7 separate regions of the Mus musculus genome follow, and all the other regions are linked to region 6. The links are chromatin contacts, called in public Hi-C and promoter capture Hi-C maps. All regions are on one chromosome and are shown on one strand. Each heading gives the region's core, a stretch centred on a gene start, on an enhancer-like site or on the middle of the called end of the contact. The rest is flanking DNA. Distances are from core to core; before and after follow the strand shown.

Region 1 (2,700 bases), core at 6-2,505, 1.7 Mb before region 6:
TGTGATTAGTTCAGTTAATCTAACAGAACTACCACAGTGCCTATTGGCTCTATGCCTCTGCCTCCCATTAAGACCTCTTTGAACTCCTTGAACTATGTTGCATCCTTTTAAACCTTTTTGTAAGGCTTCTCTAACACACACACACACACACACACACACACACACACACACACACACACACAGTCCTAGCTTGCTTTCTGTTGCTCTGATAAACACCACGACCAAAAGCAGAATGGGAGGAAAGCGTTTATTGGTTTCTGGGTTACAATCCATACCGAAAGAAGCCAGGGCAGGAACCCGTGGCAGGAATGTGGAGGCAGAAACTGAAGCAGCAGCTATGGAGAAGTGCTGCCTACTGGCTTGCCTCTGGCTTGCCTCTGGCTTTCTCAGCTACTTTTACTATACGACCCAGGACCATCTGCCCAGGGATGCTACCACCCATAGTGGGTTAGGCCCTCTATCAACTAACAACCAAGAAAATGCCCCATAGACAAGCTCACAAGCTAGTCCAATGGAGGCCAGTCCTCAGTTGAGGTTCCCTCTTCCCTGTTGTGTCAAGTTGACAGTCAATGCTAGGTCATACACATAGACATAATCACTATATGATATATAATGTATGACTTGATAGTAATTAAAACTGGATAAAAGAACCTGTTTCAGTTGGCGGTAGCTCAGTTGGTAGAGTGCTTGGCCAGCTTGCAAGAAGCTCCATCCTCAGCACCCAGCAGCGTCAGGTGTGATAATACACTGCTCAGGAGGCTGTGTAAACTAAGCTATCTTTGAATTTATTGTGACTCAATAAGTCCTGCAGTTGTGAAATGACACAATGTGTTCTCTTCTGTAGGGTGCTCAAAAGAAAGGTTTATTTTACTTCAGGTGCTGGGGACCAGAAGAACTCACGCTGTTCAGGTTAACCATCTCAAGTCGCCTAGCACCCTTCCCCGAAAAGTACGCTTGCTTCTCCTTACACAGAGCACAGGCGCAGAGAGGTGCCTAACAAGGGCAATCAAGCCTAAAGACAAGGGACAGAAGCCCTGGGCAGCTTCATTGGGCCGGCCTTTTCTCTCTGTAAGGCTAGTTTACGCTAGGGGACGCTCGGGCGCAGAACAATGCAAGCTTGGGGTCGGGTGTACAGCGGACCGGGTTTCGAAAGGGAGCTGAGGGACTGCGACACTGCGCAGGCGCATGTTCCGTTTCCAAGCGGGTGCGCAAACGCTGAGCAGTGCGCAAGTGTGCGCATGTGCAAGGTTGAGGCGCAATGGCAGGTGTTGGGGTCGGACCGCTGCAGGGGATGGTGCGATTTGGGCTGCTGGTGCTTACTGTGTGTGCTGCGTGTGCCCGTGGGCTCTATTTCCACATCGGCGAGACTGAGAAGCGCTGCTTCATCGAGGAAATACCCGACGAGACCATGGTCATCGGTCAGGGGGCTGAGGGTGGAGAGGCCCTTTGTTTTCAGCTGGCCCTTGGAAGCACCCCTCCTTCCCTGTCAGCTCGACCCCATCCCGAGGGTGCCTTGAGGGCACCAGCTCCCCTGCACAGTGCCCTGGGGCCACCTCCTGGGGGCTAGGTTGTGACTGTGTGTCTACTCTGCAGGCAACTATCGAACTCAGATGTGGGACAAACAGAAAGAGGTGTTCCTGCCGTCGACCCCCGGCCTGGGCATGCATGTAGAGGTGAAGGACCCGGACGGCAAGGTAAACCCCCACCACCTCGCTAAAAAGGTTCTAGCTGGCGCCAGCTGTCCGTTAATGTCTTTATGGGATGGAAAATACCGCCGTGGTCCTGAGAAAGTCCCCAGGTACCAGGTCCCGCATTTTAAGAGATCGTTGTAAAATTGGGGCTTGATGCGTGTTTGCAGGTTGTACTGTCCCGGCAATACGGCTCCGAGGGCCGTTTCACGTTCACATCCCACACACCCGGTGACCATCAGATTTGTCTTCACTCCAACTCCACCAGAATGGCTCTCTTCGCTGGAGGCAAACTGGTAAGAGGCTCATCAGCCTTAGAGTTTCTCACTTGATACCAAGGTTGATTTCTTGCTGTCTTTTCTTTTTTCTTTTAACTTTGCCTTTCTGGGGGCAGCAAGTGGGTACAGTTAGAACTGGATGTCCTTCTTCCTCATTCAGCCAGAGACAAGAATCAGACTCCATAGCGGTAACAGACGGTGGGTGGCACCCCCGTCATTTCGTCCTGTTTCCTTGTAGCGTGTACACTTGGACATCCAGGTTGGAGAGCATGCCAACAACTACCCCGAGATCGCTGCTAAGGATAAGTTAACAGAGCTCCAGCTTCGAGCTCGCCAGTTGCTTGACCAGGTGGAACAGATCCAGAAGGAGCAGGATTATCAGAGGGTAAGGGACTTGAACTTGGAGGCTGTACTTGACCTTTAAACCCACTGTGCAACGTGGCTGCTGGGGACTTCTCTACTCGGGAATGTGGGAGTTACCAGTCAGTCTACATAGGTGAGGTTTGGGTTTGCTTTTCTTTCCTCGATTTCTGTATATGTCTACAGTGGCAGGGTTGGACGTTAGGCAAGCTCTCTACCATTGAGCCACACCTCCAGTCATGTGTGTGTGTCTGTATTATATATCCGTATATAAAATGTATTATATTTATTTTAATGACTATATTATATATAAATACATATATGTGTATATAAGTTCTAAAAGCTTACATCACTCACTATTTCTAGGTGGTCTT
Region 2 (2,700 bases), core at 166-2,665, 1.8 Mb before region 6:
CAACAGAACTTCCACTGTAGCTACTAGAGACAGTAGGGGAGGAGCAGGCAACATCCAACCCTTCTGCAGGACTGACAGGCTGATGGTTTCAAGTCACTGGCTTACCCAGTAGTGAAGCTGGATCCCCCAGGGTAGCTCCCTCGGCCATACACGCCTTGCTGTACGTAGCTCTTGCTAGCACCTCCTTCAGCAAACGCCTGCTGTCCCAGGCACTGCGGGGAGGTCAAGGCAGAGCTGCCACCTGCCACACCAGGCATCATGGAACCACCAGGGGGGCTTCCTGCAGGGCCCATGGGGTTCCCTAAAACCTACAAGGAAGTGGGAGTCACCAGAGAGAACCAGCCAAACTACTGTCTTTAAGACACAGCCCTAAAGTGCTAGATGCCAAGAGATGCCCAGCAAATGGGGGAGGACCTGGGTGGCAGGAGTGGTTGTCTATAGTTCTGACTGGAAGGGTCTCTGGAGCCAGGGGAAGACATCCCATGGTAGTACAGAAGAAAGGCACCTAGTGACTTGAGACCCTCAGGAAGCCCCATCCTTGTGCTTCAGACAGTCCGCTTGGTCCCTGGTTCTTGGAGCCCTAAGATGGTAGAGGCACCACCAAGACTCTGGATCCTGAGGGCTGGGGGGTGGGGGTGGGAGTGGGGTGGCCCTGATACACACTCACCTGGCTCTGGGTTGCGTTGCCAACTCCCCACACAGTAGTGACCACAGACAGTGACCCAGCTGGCTGAGTGGCACTTTGTTGCCAAGGCACAGACTCATATGCAAATGAACCATCACTAAAAGAGAGCAGCTGGTTAAGGCAGGGTCAGAAGGCCAAGGGCTTGCTAGAGGCAGGCCACAGAAGCCCACACTCACCCGTGTGGTGCAGGGGGCAGGGCGGGTTTCATGGGGTTCATGGGGTTCATTGGTGATGGAGCAGCCTACAGGCCCAATGTGCTGGAGCTTATCCGGGAGTTGCTGCTCCGGCTGCGGGACAGGAGGGAGAAGGCAGGAGCTTAGATGCTCATGGTAGCACGGACAAAGCCAGGGTAGTAGCGTTGGCAAATGTCAGCCCAGAATGCAGTGCAAAGCAACTCTAACAAGGGCTCTGTCATCTTAAGCCATTGGATCAACCCTGGAAAGGGCTTTCTGATATCAAATACTTCCCACATTCCCTTTCCCATATAAATCATAGGAAGCCAGGAACCCTCAGCAGGCCCTGGAGAAGGTCAGAGGGGTAGCCCCCACCCTGCGGAGCCCAGAGACCTGAGAAGGAGCAGAGCTTGAGTGTTCTTTGAGGCAGATGCTGAAAAGTCAGGCAGCAGATGTACAACGGCAGTCCATCCACCAGGTTGGCCTTAGGGTGGCTGTACCGACACGGCTGACACAGGACACAGGCACTGACCCAGCCCCTGGTTGGCAGCTCTCTCCTATCAAGAGGGTGGCAGAAGGGCTTCAGGTCACAGGACCTTCAAGCTGATCCAGACGACTTGAGGGGAGCAGGCGTGTGTGTGTGTGTGTGTGTGTGTGTGTGTGTGTGTGTGTGCGCGCGCGCGCGTGCGTGCATGTATGCATGCATGTAGGTGCACACACACACACACATACACACACACCCCTGAGACAAATATGACCTTAAGTATATGGTCAAGTGGACATCTTGCCCCCCCCCAAAGACCCATCTGTGACACTTGTGAATTCCCAACATGGCAGTGACACACACAGCACAGCAGGTGTGGGGGGTAGTCACAAAGCCAGACCATGCTAACGCACATCTACAAGATGGGACCAACTGGGCTTCATTCTTAGAAAACCGTAGCAGTGGCTGGTGGACAGGGAGGCAACAGCAGGTAAGAGCAGCGACTGGTACAGAAGACTCCCACTCCTTGCCTTTCTCAGTGCCTCATCCACTCAGGTCCTAATATACCCTGGACCACATGCGTGCCTACCTCTGCTTGGTCTCACCAGAATGGCACACAAGCCATGTGTTGGGCACTTCTCAGGGACCTCTGGGAAGGCCTGGGTGCTCCTGTCTGAAACCCTCTCTTGGTAGGGGCTGTGTGATTGCCACACATACCTTTTGAACCATTATCAGATCTGGTGATTTCCATCTTCCACTCAGCACTCACAAGCCTCTTGTCTAGGGGAGAGAGGGGTATCGCAGCACCCACTCAGCTCTGGAACAAACATTTCTTTGTGCTTACCACTCAGGGCTCAGTACAGACCTGGAGGCTCTGCAGGGCAGGGCTACACACACAAAGCCCCAGAACGGATAAGAGAAAGAGAGAAAAGGGGACTGTGACTTGCCCTTGCCTGGGCAGCCTTAGGCTCCCAGAGATCCTTCTCACACCCAGCACCAGGCTACCAGGGAAGAGAAACCTCATCCACCTCATCCACAGGCTCTGTCCCCTGGCCCTCAGAGGCAACTACACTTGATTCTAGCCCAGGCCAGGTCCTGCCTAGGCAGCTGGAGACAGAATGTGCCAGACTGGCAGCAGAGGCTGGCATCTATGTTGCTCCTGCTGGATCCTGGCAGCTGACCTGGTGGGAAGAACTCCTCCCAAGATCTGACATGTGGGGTCTGGAACAACCATGTGGATGTCAGGAAATAGGAACAGGAATCAAGACAAAAGCACGACTTAATGGAAAAGAGAAGAGATGGGAAAATAGCCACACAAATACTCCCAGAGACACCAAAGCAATTCAGTGGAGGAAGGA
Region 3 (2,700 bases), core at 164-2,663, 1.6 Mb before region 6:
AGTAAAATCAGTATTTTGCTCTGTGTGGTGGCATATATCTTTACTTCTGCACTTGGCAGGCAGAAACAGGCATATTTCTGTGAATTTGAGGACAGTTTGGTCTATACAGCGAGTTCCAGGGCAGCCAAGGCTGCAGAGTAAGACAATGTCTTTTAAAAAAGTTAATTTGTAGATGTTAGTTAGTCTAGTAGAGATGAAATTCATTAAAATCTTTTTTGTTGTTGTTGTTGTTTTTTTTCCGGTCAGGATCTCCTTGCAGAGCCCAAGTTGGTCTTGAACTGGCTATGTGGATGAATAAACATTTCTGGTTCTGTCGCCACCTTCCCAGTGCTAGGTTTACAGGTATGGGTTACTACACAGTTTATACAACATTCAGGACACATTAGTCACACATGTGGGTTACTACACAGTTTATACAACACTCAGGACACATTAGTCACACACTTTACCAATTTAGCTACATTGAATGAAAAAAAAACAAAAAGGAGGACATGATGGCTTCTAGGTATGGTGGAGGAGGTTTATTGTAGACAGGAGGGAGCAGACAGCCAGAAGCAGAGGCATCTGGGAGAATTCAGGGTGGAAGTGGCTGTAGAATGAGCTGGGCCATGTGAGAAGGGTTAGGGGAGAGGGTAGAAGAGACCTGGAGTCAAGAGGCCAGGAGACCAAGAGGCCAAAGGGTAAAAAGGACCTCATAACCAAAATGGCTGGGTTACATAGGAATCAGAGAAGCTTGGGGAGGAAAAGGCCAGCTCAGACTCTGGACTGGAGAAGTTTAGGGTAGAGGTCAGGATTAGTATGCCAGCCAGAAGGATCCTGTACCAGAAGGTACTGAGGGAGACTGGTGGCCAGAGTCTGCTTTGATATTTTATTAGGCATCTCAGCCATTTGTCTTCGGTTTGTGACCTAGCATATGTTCCTAATCTGTCTGTCTTTCGTCTCCCCCCAACCCTCTTCTGAGACTGGGTTTGACTCTATAGCCCAGGTTGGCCATGATTTGGATGCGGGGATTACAGGTATAAACCACAGATTGATTGTGTGTCAACCTTACATAAACGTTTTCTTAAAATGTCTATATGCACGTATTAGTAACGGCACGTGTATACACACATGCTATACATACGGATGCACACACACATATTTACAGTATCATACTTCTTTTTTTCCTTCACTGAGCTTTTCACACTTTTCTTGTCCTTTCAAGTCACCTTGAAATCTGGTGCAACCTTCTGAGTTTCACTCATAGCTCTGTTAATAGGAATTCCATACAATTCTACAATATTCCTTTTCCGTTCCCTCCGCTAACAAACAAAATGTGGTATTATAAGAAGGCGCACCAGACACCTACGCAGGAATTCAATCCAGAAAGAAGAAAGGCTCCCAGACCACGTGACACCTCCAGGGACTACGTCAAGTGGCCGTCACCACAATGCTTCCGCCCTCTTCAAACATGGTTGGCAAGCGCTCTCCGCATCGTGACCATGGTTATTCTTGCATGTAGGAACCGTACTGAGCGCATACCAATCTCCTTTAGGCAAGTGTCGCGGCGGAGGAGATCCAGCAGAGCCGCAAGAACGACGATCGGTTACCGCCGGTAGTAACAAGCGCGGACCGGAAGTTCCGCGTCTTCGCTGTCCGGGGGGAGCCGTTAGGCGCGCACGCCGGAAGTGGCCAATCAGCCGGTGTGAGGCGGTGCCCACTGTGTTCGCGTCCCTCGGGCAGCAGAGCCATGGAGCCCGGGGCTGCTGAGCTTTATGACCAGGCCCTGTTGGGCATCCTGCAGCACGTGGGCAATGTCCAGGACTTTCTGCGCGTGCTCTTCGGCTTTCTCTACCGCAAGACCGACTTCTACCGCCTGCTGCGCCACCCTTCGGACCGCATGGGCTTCCCGCCCGGGGCCGCACAGGCCCTGGTGCTGCAGGTGAGGTGGAGAGAGGCGGCGGGCCGTTGGGGTCCAGCAGGTCCTTACCCCAGTTCCACCTCCCAGCGCCAGAGGTGCCCCGGCTCGCGTCCTACGTCTGGGAACTGCGCCACTCCGTAGCCCACCCTTCAGGGTTTGTGATTCTCTCTGGGGTGCCACCAGGTGATTTGAGTAAATGGCCAGGCGTTATCTGACCCACGGATCCGTTGGCAGGAATGCGCTTCTTTGGGTACAGGCTGGGTTTGTGCGGGAGATGCTTAGGTGTTGGACCTGTCAGCCTGGGTTTGAGGGCCTCCCAGCGCCCTGTGGGCATCCCCAGAACGGTGCAAGGGGCTTGTTAGGCAGGGTTCAAACCGTGCAGGCTGTAGGAGGAGGACTTTCACAGCGGGAGAAACTAGTAGATTTCAGAATTCCCGGGCTCGGAGGTGGCAGGAATGACTGGTATGTATTGATTGGTGGGTGTGGCCTCTTGCCAGTGACTTACTAAGTTGGTGGACAATTGTAATGTTTACGAAATTTACATTTGGATTAAAATTTATATGTCCTAGGTTATATTTATTGTTTTTGAAGCGTTACTAATGACTGACTCAAGTTGTTTGGACACCTTTTTAAAAACTGTTTTCTTTCGAGACAAGATCTTGCTGTGTAGCCCTGGTTGACTTGGAACTTGCCAGGTAGATCAGGATGGCTTCGAACTTATGGTCCTCCTTCCCGACGCTCCCGCGCTGGGATTGTTGACATTGTTGAGTTAGTAATAAGCAAACATTTAATGAATATAT
Region 4 (2,700 bases), core at 182-2,681, 1.4 Mb before region 6:
TTTTCCTTTTGATGTATTTGGGATCAAACCCAGGCCCCTCATGCAGCAAGCAGTCTCCTGAATGAACTATTTCTCCACTCAAGCTACCTTCCAACCCCTTGGCAAACACTATTCACATAACTATAATCCACAGCAACTCATGTCCATCAGCGGATGGATACATAAACAAAACATAGTGTTTACATAAAACTCAATACTGTATATATTTTAAAGGGGAGAAAAATTTGGTATCTGCAGAAACATAGGTCAACCTTGGGGTCATTCTGCTTAGTAAAATCAGTGGGACACAAAAAGCCAACTACTATATATCCCACTTATATGAAGTCATTAGAACCATCAAAAGCTGAGACACAACCTGAACAAGCAGATTTCCCCAGACGTTGAGTCAAGATGACCACAGGTCCTACCCTGTTGGGCCCTTTTCCTTTTGTGTCTGAGTCACTCCCACAAGACTGGGTATCTGTGCAGCTTACAATTAAAGCACCCCACAATCCTTTACATGCCTACAAGCAATACAAATCCAGTGGTTCCTGCCTAGCTACCAGTGTGGACCCTTCCTGATAATCAAGGCCCAAACACTAAAAAGAATGAGTTTGACCCCTGACTCCCAATCCTTGAGGAATCAACGATTTTACTCATAAAAGAAACACCTCCATACAGAACTTCTGGAAAGAGCTTTGACCAGCGACTTTCACAAACTGTGGGCTGCAACCCCTTTGGCAAACCTCAATCTCCAAAAATACATATGCATAACAGTAGCAAAATTACAGTTATGAAGTAGCCACGAAAATAATTTTATGGTTGGGGGTGGGAGGGTTCCCTCAACATGAGAAACGGTACTAAAGGGTCGCAGCGCAAGGAAGGTGAGAACCACTGGCAACGACGAAATACAAAGGTTAAGACACCAAACACTGGTTAAATCACAGGGTGCGAGGCGTAGTCAACATACTTATTTCTGAGTCCGGAGATCCCAGATCAGAACAGTTGGCAGCGCGTCTGTAATCAATGGCCTTCCAATCTTTCTACAACTGGGCAATACCGCGTAGGGCAGAGCCCTTTCCCAGGGTTGCTAACGACTCCTCAGGTACAGCCTGCCGCCCGAGGGAGGCCAAAGCCGTGCTCGCCCTTCGAGAGACTCGACTCCCTGGACTCCGGGTCCAGCCACCCGGGCCCGGCCCACTTACCTGGACCTCTGGAAGAAACTAAAGGAAGACACGTCGTACGCGGCCTTGAGCAGCACCGCTTTCGGATCGCCTTTGTAAAGGACACTAAGGCTGTACAGCTTCATGGCGCCGCACCTTCGGGCCGCCGGCTGAGCCCCAGACCCGCTCCCAGGAGCGCGGCCACAGTCCCTCAGAACAGCGGCGGCCGCCTCCTGACGGGGCCCGGCCGGCTTCTTCCTCCTAGAGTAAGGCCCACTTCCGGTTCCGGTGGCGAGTTGCTCCAGCCGCTCCTCGGAGGCCCGAAGGCAGGGTACGCGCGTGCGCGGACGGGTAGCTAAGCGGCGGGGCGCGCCCGCGTCCGCCCGGGTCGGCGCCAGGAGGCTCGGTCTCCGCCTGCGTGGCAGTGCCTTGGCGCAGGTTCCCTTCCGGGCTGTCGCGCGGACCCTGGCTGCCGGTGGGGAGTGCTGTGCCGTACCATCGCTCTTTTTTCCCCATTCTGCTAGAAAAACAACCCGTAGCTGTCCCCACTCTATACTTTTGTTGCATTCTATGTGTAACAGCACCAGGCTACCCAACCTCTTCCCTGGGTGTCCCAAGTACAGACGACTAAAAGAAAGGCCCTTCATCCTTTCTCTTGCAATAATAAAAATCAGAAACGTCACTGGCTATGGCCACTCAGCTTGGACACACTTGTTCGACAAGCCAGGCGGCCAGAGGTGTCAGCTATATTCACCTGCACTGACACCATGGCTCCACAGGCGGCAGACGGAGAACCATTTCTGAAGAAAGCCTCTTTATCCAAAGTTGTACAAAATTACCAGGATAGTGACCTTGCAGAAAGAGATGTGGATTAAGAAAATTGATAGCAAGAAGCAGACCTTGGGCTTCCAATGTGAACAGCAAAATGCTTATCAAACTCCCTTACAGCCACTCTTGGCACCTCTTCCTGCTTTTCTCTGACTTTACCCAGCCTCCCTTGGTCCCAGGAAGTCTCATCTAGAGATATGCGAACTCCCCAAGCCAAGCTTGTTAATCAATTTCAAATGACATTGTTTTCCCCTGCGTTTCCCCAGCTGTTATCCAGCCTGAATTCGGTCCCAGTACTTCCGCACCGCAAAAGTTACCCCCCCCCCCCAATCTGTTGGACTCAAAAAATACCTTTTTTGTAGACATGTTGGTAAAAGTGATAAACTATCAAATTCCAAGTCCTGCTCATTGCAGATGTTTAACAATGACGACGATGGTTATTTGCACCATTACGTTAAATGACAGAAAGAAAGAAAGAAAGAAAGAAAGAAAGAAAGAAAGAAAGAAAGAAAGAGGAAGCAAGCCTCATGAGAGGCCGAAGGTGCCCTTGAGGCTGTTAGAAGCAGAGCTTTAAAGGGAGGCTAAAATCTGAGCAAGGTCTACAGATTAGATAAGAGCACTATATCTTTATTTCCAGCTTTCAGTCACTGACTGCCCTGACCTTATAAGAGAAGTCTCTGGTGCATGCATGCATGCACACTAACACACAGTAACATAAATAGATGAACAC
Region 5 (2,700 bases), core at 109-2,608, 1.2 Mb after region 6:
ATATCTCCTCAGAGGGAAGCCAGCAGCTCAAGTGAGTTCCCAGGAAGGAAGTCAGGTACAGCCCCCTCCCTAGCACTTGTGCACCCTAGGTCATATGAAGGCGCCACGGAAGAAACATCTAACTAGCAGCCACTTTTGTTAACAAAAGGCCATGCAGGAAGACAGAGAATTGTGCTGTTTTGTTTACCTAAGTAGTAGAGCCAGAGGCAGCTGATGGGAGAGTTGGAGGCAGGATTGGTTTCCTTGGGCTCCATTCCTACCCATTTCCTGATCCTCTGGACTCTTTTCCCATGTACATAAATCTGATGGAGGGAAGTAACAATTGTCTAAAACCGAGTGTCATAGTTAGGGTTCTAATGCTGGGAAGAGACACTATGACCACAGCAACTCTTACAAAGGACAACATTTATTTGGGGCTGGCTTACAGGTTCAGAAGTTTAGTTCACTATCATCCCGGCCAGAAGCATGGCAGAATACAGGTAGACATGGCGATGGAGAAGGAGCTGAGAGTGCTGCGTCTTTTTTTTTTTTTTTTTTTTTTTTTAGACGGTTTCTCTGTATAGCCCCGGCTGTCCTGGAACTCACTCTGTAGTCCAGGCTGGCCTCGAACTCAGAAATCCACCTCCCTCTGCCTCCCAAGTGCTGGGATTAAAGGCGTGTGCCACCACTGTCCGGTTCTTTCTTGATTTTAGTCACAGAATAAGATAACTATGTTAGAACATCTAGATTTTGGTTTTTTTTTTTAAATAAACAATCTAGAGATGATTTAAAACAAGAATATCTCAGCACTCAAGAAGCTGAGGCAAGAGGCTGGCAAGTTCAATATCAGTCTGGCTGCATTTCAAGACCCTGTGGCAAAACAAAAGAAAAAATAAAGCATATGAAGATTGTGCGTGGATTATAGACAAAGTTTACGCCATTTTCTATGAGACTTGACCAACCAGGGACTTTATATAAGGAGTGGGAGTCCTGGACCCAAAATTCCAGGAACCCAGGTATTTGGCCTCCATAATCTGCTCTAGGGAGCCTCATTTCCATATTGCCTTTGACACGCAAAAGTGGTTTCTCTTAGCTTCTTCGTGTTCACATTGCTGATTACAAACTGGGAGTCAAAAGACCTGTGATACCTACCCACGCTCTGCACCTGAAGAGCAGAGCCATTTTCAAGTAGTGTAGAAGGGCAACTGGACTAACCTGAGCGCCGAGGGTCCCCTGTGTTGCGACCTCCAGCCTAAACTGAATCACCCTGGTCAATCCGAACGCCTCTAGAGGTCGCCAGTCGCCAGCAGGCGCCAGAGATGCGGCAGAGTTCGCGCGGGAGGCGGGACGGGGCAGGGCGGGTCGTTAACCTAAGTGGGAGGGGCTCCGGGGCGGGTCCCCGTGCCAGGTGCGGTTTGGTCCTCCCAGGGCGCCGTAGGCGGTGCATCCTTCCGGCTGCAGGGGCAGAGACAGCCTCTTCTCTAGACCGCAGGCGGGCGCGGACCTGAGGCGCTGCTGCCGGGTGGTCCTTCCTGTGTTGTCCGCGCCCTGGACCATGGCGGCGCTGGCGGGTAAGAAGGGCCCATTCCGTCCAGCCCGCCGCTCGCGGGTTTCTGGCTGTCTGGTTTTTCTTGGGTCCGGAATCCTCAGCGAGAGCCTGGCAGGGTGGGGAGGATCGAACACAATGGTTCCCTCGGGACTTGAAGGTCTTGGGACTCTGGAAGTCCGAGCGCAGTCGTTCTAAGACTGAGGGCTCCTTGCGGCCGGCGCGTGGGGCGAATTCCCGCGAGGTGGATCCTCGGATCTGCAGACCGGGCAAGTCTCCTGGCTAAGGAAGCCGAGGCACCTGAGATTCTGAAATATGGGAAGTACAGGGTCTTCCAGAGTTCAGGACTTGAGATTCCGAGTTATCCTGGGTTCTAGGTTTTCTGTAGACCCAAAGTTCTCGAAGGTGTCTTTGGACTCTGGGATTGGGAGGAGTGGTTCCTAGAGATAGAGTATGAGTGTGGAGTTTATGATGTGGATAGGAAGACATCCGACCGTTCTTCCTGAGGCTCAAAGACCTCTGCCTCCTGTGGAGAACAGCTTCAAGTCTTCCTAGAGACTAGTTGAGTCCTCGCGTAGTCTCTGATGCCAGCAGATTAATAGCTCCGCACCTTGAGGGGAAGAGTTGAGTGAAGGAAATTTCAGAATTGGCTTAGCTGGGCCTGTAAATCCCTTCACGAATCATCTTGCAGCTTCCTGCCCCGCGGCATCATGAACTTTCTGCCGCCTTATTCCCAGCCACCGGTGTGAGTGGCTCAGTTTCTGGGTCTACCAGGGTCGACTTCCAAAAGTTTTCTAGAAAGGCCAAGGGAGAATTTTAGGGGTGGGGGAGGGACTGAATATGTGCCTCCACTTCCTGGCTTTGGGCCGGTGGACAGTCACTTCCTCCATCCTGAATTCAAGGACCGGGCCGCCAGTGGGTCACTTCCTCACTACGGGAACATGGAATTTCAGACCTTATTGGTGATAATATGCTCTGGAGAAGGAAAGCATGGAGCGGAAATTCGTCTGTCTCTTCCCTTAATTTTTTTTCCTGGCTGGTAGTGGTGATTGCACACCTGTAATCCCAGACTAGACAGAGCCAGGAGAATTGCTTGGTCTGTGTGTGGCGTACTAACTAGGTCAACCTGGACGACAGAATACGATCCTGTCTCTAAATAAATAATTTTTTTAAAA
Region 6 (2,700 bases), core at 65-2,564:
AAGAGGAGGAAGACAGGTCCTTGGAGGGCGGTGGGAAGTCTTTGCTAACTGATCTGTGATGTAGTGCCTTCCTTGACCTTCCTTGAGATTCTGTGATGTGGTGGGTAGCCCAGAGAGTAATAGGACAGTTTGTGTTGTTATCTGGGCCTGGGTTTGAAGTTTAAGTTAAATTCAACTTATTCTGGGTTTTACTTTTTTTTTGTTTGTAAAATAAAGATAGGCCTGACCATTTATGAAGATTCAACTAGATAAATATAAACACTTGCTCTTCCATAATTAGGAGATTTGTCTGGCTATTGTGTTGTGCAATTTTAGGTTCTGGAGACATAATGACAAATAAGACAGCATCCTTTTTTTCTAATTATTCTTAAACTCCAGTGGGGGCAGAGAGGCAATAATGTTGAATACAAAGAAACAAATAATGGGGGGGGGGAGATAAACAATTTAACAAATACAGGGATAAATTTCATTTACTTGTCTTCTGATAAAAAATCAAGGTCATGTTAAAATTCATCTAAGGAAGTGAAATATCTTTGAGGATTTGTTAGGACCTAAGCCAGTAGATCTCAACCTTTAAACGCTGTGACTTTAATATAGTTCCTCACGTATGCTGACTCCCAACTTACTTTCCTCGCTAATTTATAACTGTAATTTTCTACTACCATGAATCATAATGTAAATATCTGAGGTTCAGGATATTTGAGACCCCGAGGACTGCTGACCTAAAATAAGGTATTACAGTGTTAGACTATGGGGCTCTTCTGGAGGCCAGTCAAAGTAGGGATTCTTTTCCCCCTTGCTTTTCTTTGAGCACTGAGGTTTTTTTTATTAGGAGCTGGCGTTGAGGCAGTTTGAACTTGTATTCTGGGCATAACTTATAGCACACTATATTTACATGCACGGTATTAAGTTAGTTTTATATTGACTATACTTGCTGGGGATATAATATCACTACTGTTCTTAGTTTTAATAGAAAGTAGAGTAAGCTGAAGTGCTGTCTTGGTCCATTAAGTTGGAAAAGAAGCCTGAAAAATCTTTCTAAACCTTGTTTTTCTTTTTCTTAATTCGTAACGGTTTATTTATTCACTTCTCATTTTTCTTTTCTTCCTCCTGACGCTTCTCTGCAGCCACAGTCTGGTGACTTGCAGCCCCGCCCACATCCTGGGGCGTGACCAACGAGCCAGGCCCCGCCCTCGCCCATCCCGTGACGGCCAGTCTTCCCCCCCGCCCCCCATCCCACAGCGGACAGCGCGCCGGAGCGTGCGCGCGCGCCCCCGCTCTCAGCTCCGATCGGTCTCGGGAGCGCGCTCTGTGTGGCCGCTGCCGCCATGTTGTTGTGGTTGTGAGAAGGCGGCGGCGGCAGCGGCGGCGGCGGCGGCGGAGCAGCCGGCGGAGACGCTCCAGCGGCCCAGGCGCTGGCCCCCGCCGACCCTGGCTGGCAGCCTCCTGGGGTGGCGGAGGAGGCCCTGCGGTGGCGGGCCTCGCCATGTCCTGCCGCCTGGTAAGAAGCCCACCCTCCGGCTCTGGTGGCGAGGAGGTGCTGGAGGAGGGGCGGACCTGGGCCGAGTGCGGCGGCTGTCACCGGCCGGGGAGGCGGCGGCGGGCCGAGGGCTGGGTTGGCCGCGGCCTCCCGGGGCAAGCTCTCAGAATGGAGCACCGAGGCCCGGTCGGGCGAGTCGGGGGAGGCGGGGTCGCCGAGCTCGGCGGCCATCCTGAACCTGGCGGTGGGTAACACTCGGAGTGTTGGGAGCTGCGGCTGGGGCGCCCTGGAAAACGCTCCCGGGCCTCCGGGAGGTGAGCGTGTGGCCCGAGGCCCTGGTCGAGACCGTGGGAGTCCTTAGTGGCGAGAGGCCGGAGGTCGTGCTGTTGGAAACCACGGGCGAGCTGTGCGGGCCTCAGCCTAACTGCAGCAGGGCATCCTCCTGACCTGGTAGTGCTTGAAGGGGAACGAAGGTCCAGGGGTGGTTGGAGGAGCTCGGGGAACACTGCTCAAGTAGCTCTGCAAAAGATCAGTATTATTTCTTGGGTTGAAATTGTACTGGATGTATTGCATTTCATGACCCAAGATGGTATTGTTGGGGCCAGAAAACTTATTTCAAAAATTGGAAGTAGAGTTTGCACACTCTGTTAGGCCACCAGGAGTCAGATCATCTCACTTGTGAGTTTTACACACAGGTTTCTGTTAGATATTAATGTTCAGTCATTGTCAGAATGAAGTTTACGTTTTTATTCTTCTTACTATCTTGACATCCACTTGGCTTTTTGACATTTAGGGTCTTTTTTTTTTTTTTTTTTGTATTAAAAGTGCATGTGTTCTTGTAGTGGAGGCTCAGCCTCGTTCCTCTTGTGAACAGTGAGCCGTCAGAAGTTACGATTGAATGGTAGATGGTTCTGTATCAAAATGATCTTGTTTGTGGGGATGTGAAGGAGGCCTTCTTTGAGATTCTGCAATGTTTCTGTGTTTTTTACTTGGAAACCAAATAACATGCGTTGATGGCCAGTGAAAGACTTCTTTTCCATGCTTGACTGAGTAGAAGAGTTTACAGAATGACACCGTTGTGGGTAAACACTATGCAATATGTTATTAAACTAAATTTGGAAGCTTCTAGAAGGTTAGAGTGATTGCCTATGAAGACATATTTCACCCCTACCATTTTTACTTTTTAGGTAACTGTGAGCAGCATAATGAATTTGTTCACA
Region 7 (2,700 bases), core at 77-2,576, 1.7 Mb before region 6:
CAGACAAACAGAGGAACTCCAACGGTGTCCTCTGCTCAATGTCAGAGCACAGGATACACAGACACAAGTAGGGCCTGTAAGGGCAATGAAATCCACAGAAAAGCTGGGGGAAATTTTTACTTCTATTTTTAGTTACACGCTTCTACTTAGGGTGATGAAGACCAGTTGCACATTCGCAATAGCTTCACTATATACAGATAACACTTACGGACGTAGAGACCTCCATCGAATACAGGTTGACCCCACTGACCCCACTTGGGCCTGTAGAGGTGTTCCTTGAGTGACCTTTTGACGTCAAGGATCTAAAACTCCACCCTCCAATGATGCTTAACGCCGCCATTTTCTGATCTTACAGTCAGGAAGTTGAGTTACGCATGCGCACAACACCTAGCCCGTCACTTCTCATTACCTTTAATCCCTTTTCCACACCTCACCCTGCTCCTTCACCGTGTAGATACTCAAATGCCCTACACTCCGCTCTCCTGTCTTTACATGGTATCCACGTGAGGATTCTTGCCGAACCTGTCACTTCAGAGACTGGCACACTGCTCGGTGGGCAAAAGAAACATGATCTGGTAACTCATGCGAGGGCACAGTAGCAGGCTTCCCAGTCACTCTGGGTATAACTCACATCTGTCACACACTCTCGCGAGGAAAGCGGTGCGTGGATGGTGTTTCTAGGGAAACCAGTGTCACCTTGGCCGACAGCCTGGTTTACCTCATACCGGCAGGTGGGGCTGCCGCAGGCACCAAGGTCAGCGCCGTGTCCGGGCACGGCGAACACAAGGACGGCGGCCTGCTGGGGTCAGCGCACGCAGGACAAAAGAACGCGCGCGGGCCAGAGGGAGCGACCGGTCCACGTGACACGCCGCGACCTTGGGGCTCTCCCGGGCCGCCAGGCCACCTACTCCCTAGCCCGCCACCTTCGCGGCTCCGCCGCCAGAGCCAATAGCGCTCGGCCCCCCGACCCCCGGCGCAAGTCCGCGTCCGCCAATCTCCGCCCGCCTGGAGGACCCTGCCACGCCATTGGCTATAACGTCTGTCCGTCAGGTCTCGTCCCCCGCCCACCATCGCCGCCCTCCGCCAGCCCGGCTCTGTCCGGCTTCACGCCCGTCACTCAGGCACTCCGGAAGCAAGGACGCATAGGCCTCACCCTCGGCCGCGAGCTCCGGGTGTCAAGCGCCGAGCCTCCCAGCCCTGGACGGAGCCCGTCTGCCGCACAAGGTTACCTGTCTCCCGTTCAGCTCCACCCGAGTGAAGCGCCGACACCACTCCGGGCTCCAAACTCTCAGCCCCGCCCCGGCGTGTGGCGTCAACGCGTAGCCCGGCCCCAGAGGAGCGGCCTGCAAGACAGGCTGTGGGCGTGACGTGACGTCACAGAATTGGGTTTCAGTCGCTCGCTCGGGCTTCGCGCCAATGCAGAACTTTGCATCTGGCCAAAGCCAGCCTGTTGCTCACTGTCTTTCGGCTGTCATTAGCAGTTACACGGGAGACGCTTCCGAAGCTTGTTAAGAACCTGGTACATTCAGGGCGTGGGATGCCGTCTGATAATTGAAGCGTTTGGCGGGCCGAAGCAGGAGCGCTGCGACTTTGAGGCCCACGGGCTTTGTATCCAAAACAAGCTGCCCTAAATAATAGTTGGGTTGGTAAAATGTATCCCTGCACAAAATAATTTGAATAACATGAGTGACTATTTTGAACACTTGTTTTGCAGCAGTCCTTATGAAGATTAGTTAGCGAGGTCTAATGTGACTTGGTTGTCATGCGACTTGGGTGTTCCTGCTAGTATTCTGACAGGAAGCTGTGCTGGGGTCCCCCTGGATCTTCCTGGCTCCAGAGCCTGCTCTAAACAGACAAAATCCACTAGTTAACCTGTTACACTTCACTAATATGAAATGTTCCCCGTGTCAAAATGTTAAGCCAGAGCCTGGCTGTGTGAGTGCACACCTTAAAGCAGAGCACTCAGAAGCAGAGGCAGGCTCATCTCTGAGTTTGAGGTCAGCCTGGTCTACAGAGAGAGTTTCAGGGCCACATAGAGAAACCCTGTCTTGGGAAACAAAATAAAAAACTAACAAAAATATTCAGCCAGATTTTGCAGCACACACCTGCAATTTCAGAACAGAGAAAAACTGACCAATTGGGAGGTCAAGATGGGCTACATAGAGTTCTTGTGGGCAGCCTGGGCTACACAGTTGGATCAGGTCTCAAAAAGGAGAGTGGTTCATTTCATACTCATGTCTTTTGTTGTTGTTGTTTGAGACAATGGCATGTAGCTGAGGCTGGATTCAATTTCATAATGTAGGCTGACCTTGCTCTGTTTCTTTTACCTGCATATACCAGGTGCTAGGACTATAGCTATAAGTCCCATGCCCAGCTTCATGCTCATGGCCTTTAACTCTCCGCTTGTTTCTCTTTTTTAGCAGAGTAGTTTTTGATGGACAGCAATACAGACTGTCAGTTTATCCTTGCTATGTATGGCAAATGGCACCAGTGCTGGATGAGCTGGCTGGAGAGTCCTTTTGCTCTACTGAAATAGAAGTCACAAGTAGTCACAAGTATGCCAGAAGCTCTTCAAGCTTTGGTAGCAGTGATAGGCCACAGTACAAGGGCAGAAGCATCAGCAATGGTACACGTGAGTTGTCCTCCCATGGACCTGGGGTATATCGTCCTAAGAAGCCTAAGGGCTAAGAAGCCAAGATT

What was found. Promoter capture Hi-C pulls out the DNA fragments that hold promoters and counts their contacts. A called contact is a pair of places that touch in the nucleus more often than the background predicts.
Region 1: a Hi-C map of B cells shows a contact between it and region 6, with 5 read pairs. The contact joins the promoter of Tmed4 here to the promoter of Mtmr3 in region 6. A contact is called at or near these places in 1 of 39 promoter capture datasets (cranial neural crest), 1 of 484 Hi-C or Micro-C datasets (B cells), 1 of 115 datasets of contacts at active chromatin or transcription factors (large pre-B cells) and 1 of 9 other capture datasets (liver).
Region 2: a promoter capture Hi-C map of pre-B cells shows a contact between it and region 6, with 4 times the contacts expected there. The contact joins the promoter of Zmiz2 here to the promoter of Mtmr3 in region 6. A contact is called at or near these places in 2 of 39 promoter capture datasets (pre-B cells and second pharyngeal arch cranial neural crest), 1 of 115 datasets of contacts at active chromatin or transcription factors (astrocytes) and 1 of 9 other capture datasets (liver).
Region 3: a contact with region 6 is called in a Hi-C map of B cells, with 7 read pairs. The contact joins the promoter of Nudcd3 here to the promoter of Mtmr3 in region 6. A contact is called at or near these places in 2 of 39 promoter capture datasets (liver and pre-B cells), 1 of 484 Hi-C or Micro-C datasets (B cells) and 2 of 115 datasets of contacts at active chromatin or transcription factors (large pre-B cells and thymic regulatory T cells).
Region 4: a promoter capture Hi-C map of pre-B cells shows a contact between it and region 6, with 2.9 times the contacts expected there. The contact joins the promoter of Ykt6 here to the promoter of Mtmr3 in region 6. A contact is called at or near these places in 4 of 39 promoter capture datasets (the C10 cell line, liver and pre-B cells).
Region 5: a promoter capture Hi-C map of liver shows a contact between it and region 6, with 4 times the contacts expected there. The contact joins the promoter of Limk2 here to the promoter of Mtmr3 in region 6.
Region 7: a promoter capture Hi-C map of pre-B cells shows a contact between it and region 6, with 6 times the contacts expected there. The contact joins the promoter of Ogdh here to the promoter of Mtmr3 in region 6. A contact is called at or near these places in 2 of 39 promoter capture datasets (liver and pre-B cells), 1 of 115 datasets of contacts at active chromatin or transcription factors (large pre-B cells) and 2 of 9 other capture datasets (liver and macrophages).

What each region holds. Positions count from the first base shown.
Region 1 is chr11:6,273,392-6,276,091 of GRCm38.p6, reverse strand. It overlaps Tmed4 (transmembrane p24 trafficking protein 4), which reads left to right and starts at 1,255. Exons shown (of 5, transcript NM_134020.1): 1 at 1,255-1,418; 2 at 1,594-1,694; 3 at 1,859-1,984; 4 at 2,205-2,351. The coding sequence starts at 1,259.
Region 2 is chr11:6,393,840-6,396,539 of GRCm38.p6, reverse strand. Zmiz2 (zinc finger, MIZ-type containing 2) reads right to left here and starts at 1,415. Exons shown (of 19, transcript NM_028601.3): 1 at 1,252-1,415; 2 at 862-972; 3 at 668-782; 4 at 106-308. The coding sequence starts at 911.
Region 3 is chr11:6,199,164-6,201,863 of GRCm38.p6, reverse strand. Nudcd3 (NudC domain containing 3) reads left to right here and starts at 1,413. Exons shown (of 6, transcript NM_173748.5): 1 at 1,413-1,921. The coding sequence starts at 1,730.
Region 4 is chr11:5,954,489-5,957,188 of GRCm38.p6, reverse strand. Ykt6 (YKT6 v-SNARE homolog (S. cerevisiae)) reads right to left here and starts at 1,431. Exons shown (of 7, transcript NM_019661.4): 1 at 1,185-1,431. The coding sequence starts at 1,288.
Region 5 is chr11:3,407,896-3,410,595 of GRCm38.p6, reverse strand. It overlaps Limk2 (LIM motif-containing protein kinase 2), which reads left to right and starts at 1,358. Exons shown (of 16, transcript NM_010718.4): 1 at 1,358-1,550. The coding sequence starts at 1,535. Gm51879 (a long non-coding RNA gene) reads right to left here. Exons shown (of 2, transcript XR_003949624.1): 1 at 1,195-2,700; 2 at 1-849.
Region 6 is chr11:4,593,404-4,596,103 of GRCm38.p6, reverse strand. Mtmr3 (myotubularin related protein 3) reads left to right here and starts at 1,314. Exons shown (of 19, transcript NM_001373897.1): 1 at 1,314-1,501.
Region 7 is chr11:6,290,223-6,292,922 of GRCm38.p6, reverse strand. It overlaps Ogdh (oxoglutarate (alpha-ketoglutarate) dehydrogenase (lipoamide)), which reads right to left and starts at 1,326. Exons shown (of 23, transcript NM_010956.4): 1 at 1,230-1,326. Gm46270 (predicted gene, 46270) reads left to right here and starts at 660. Exons shown (of 1, transcript NR_168687.1): 1 at 660-2,700.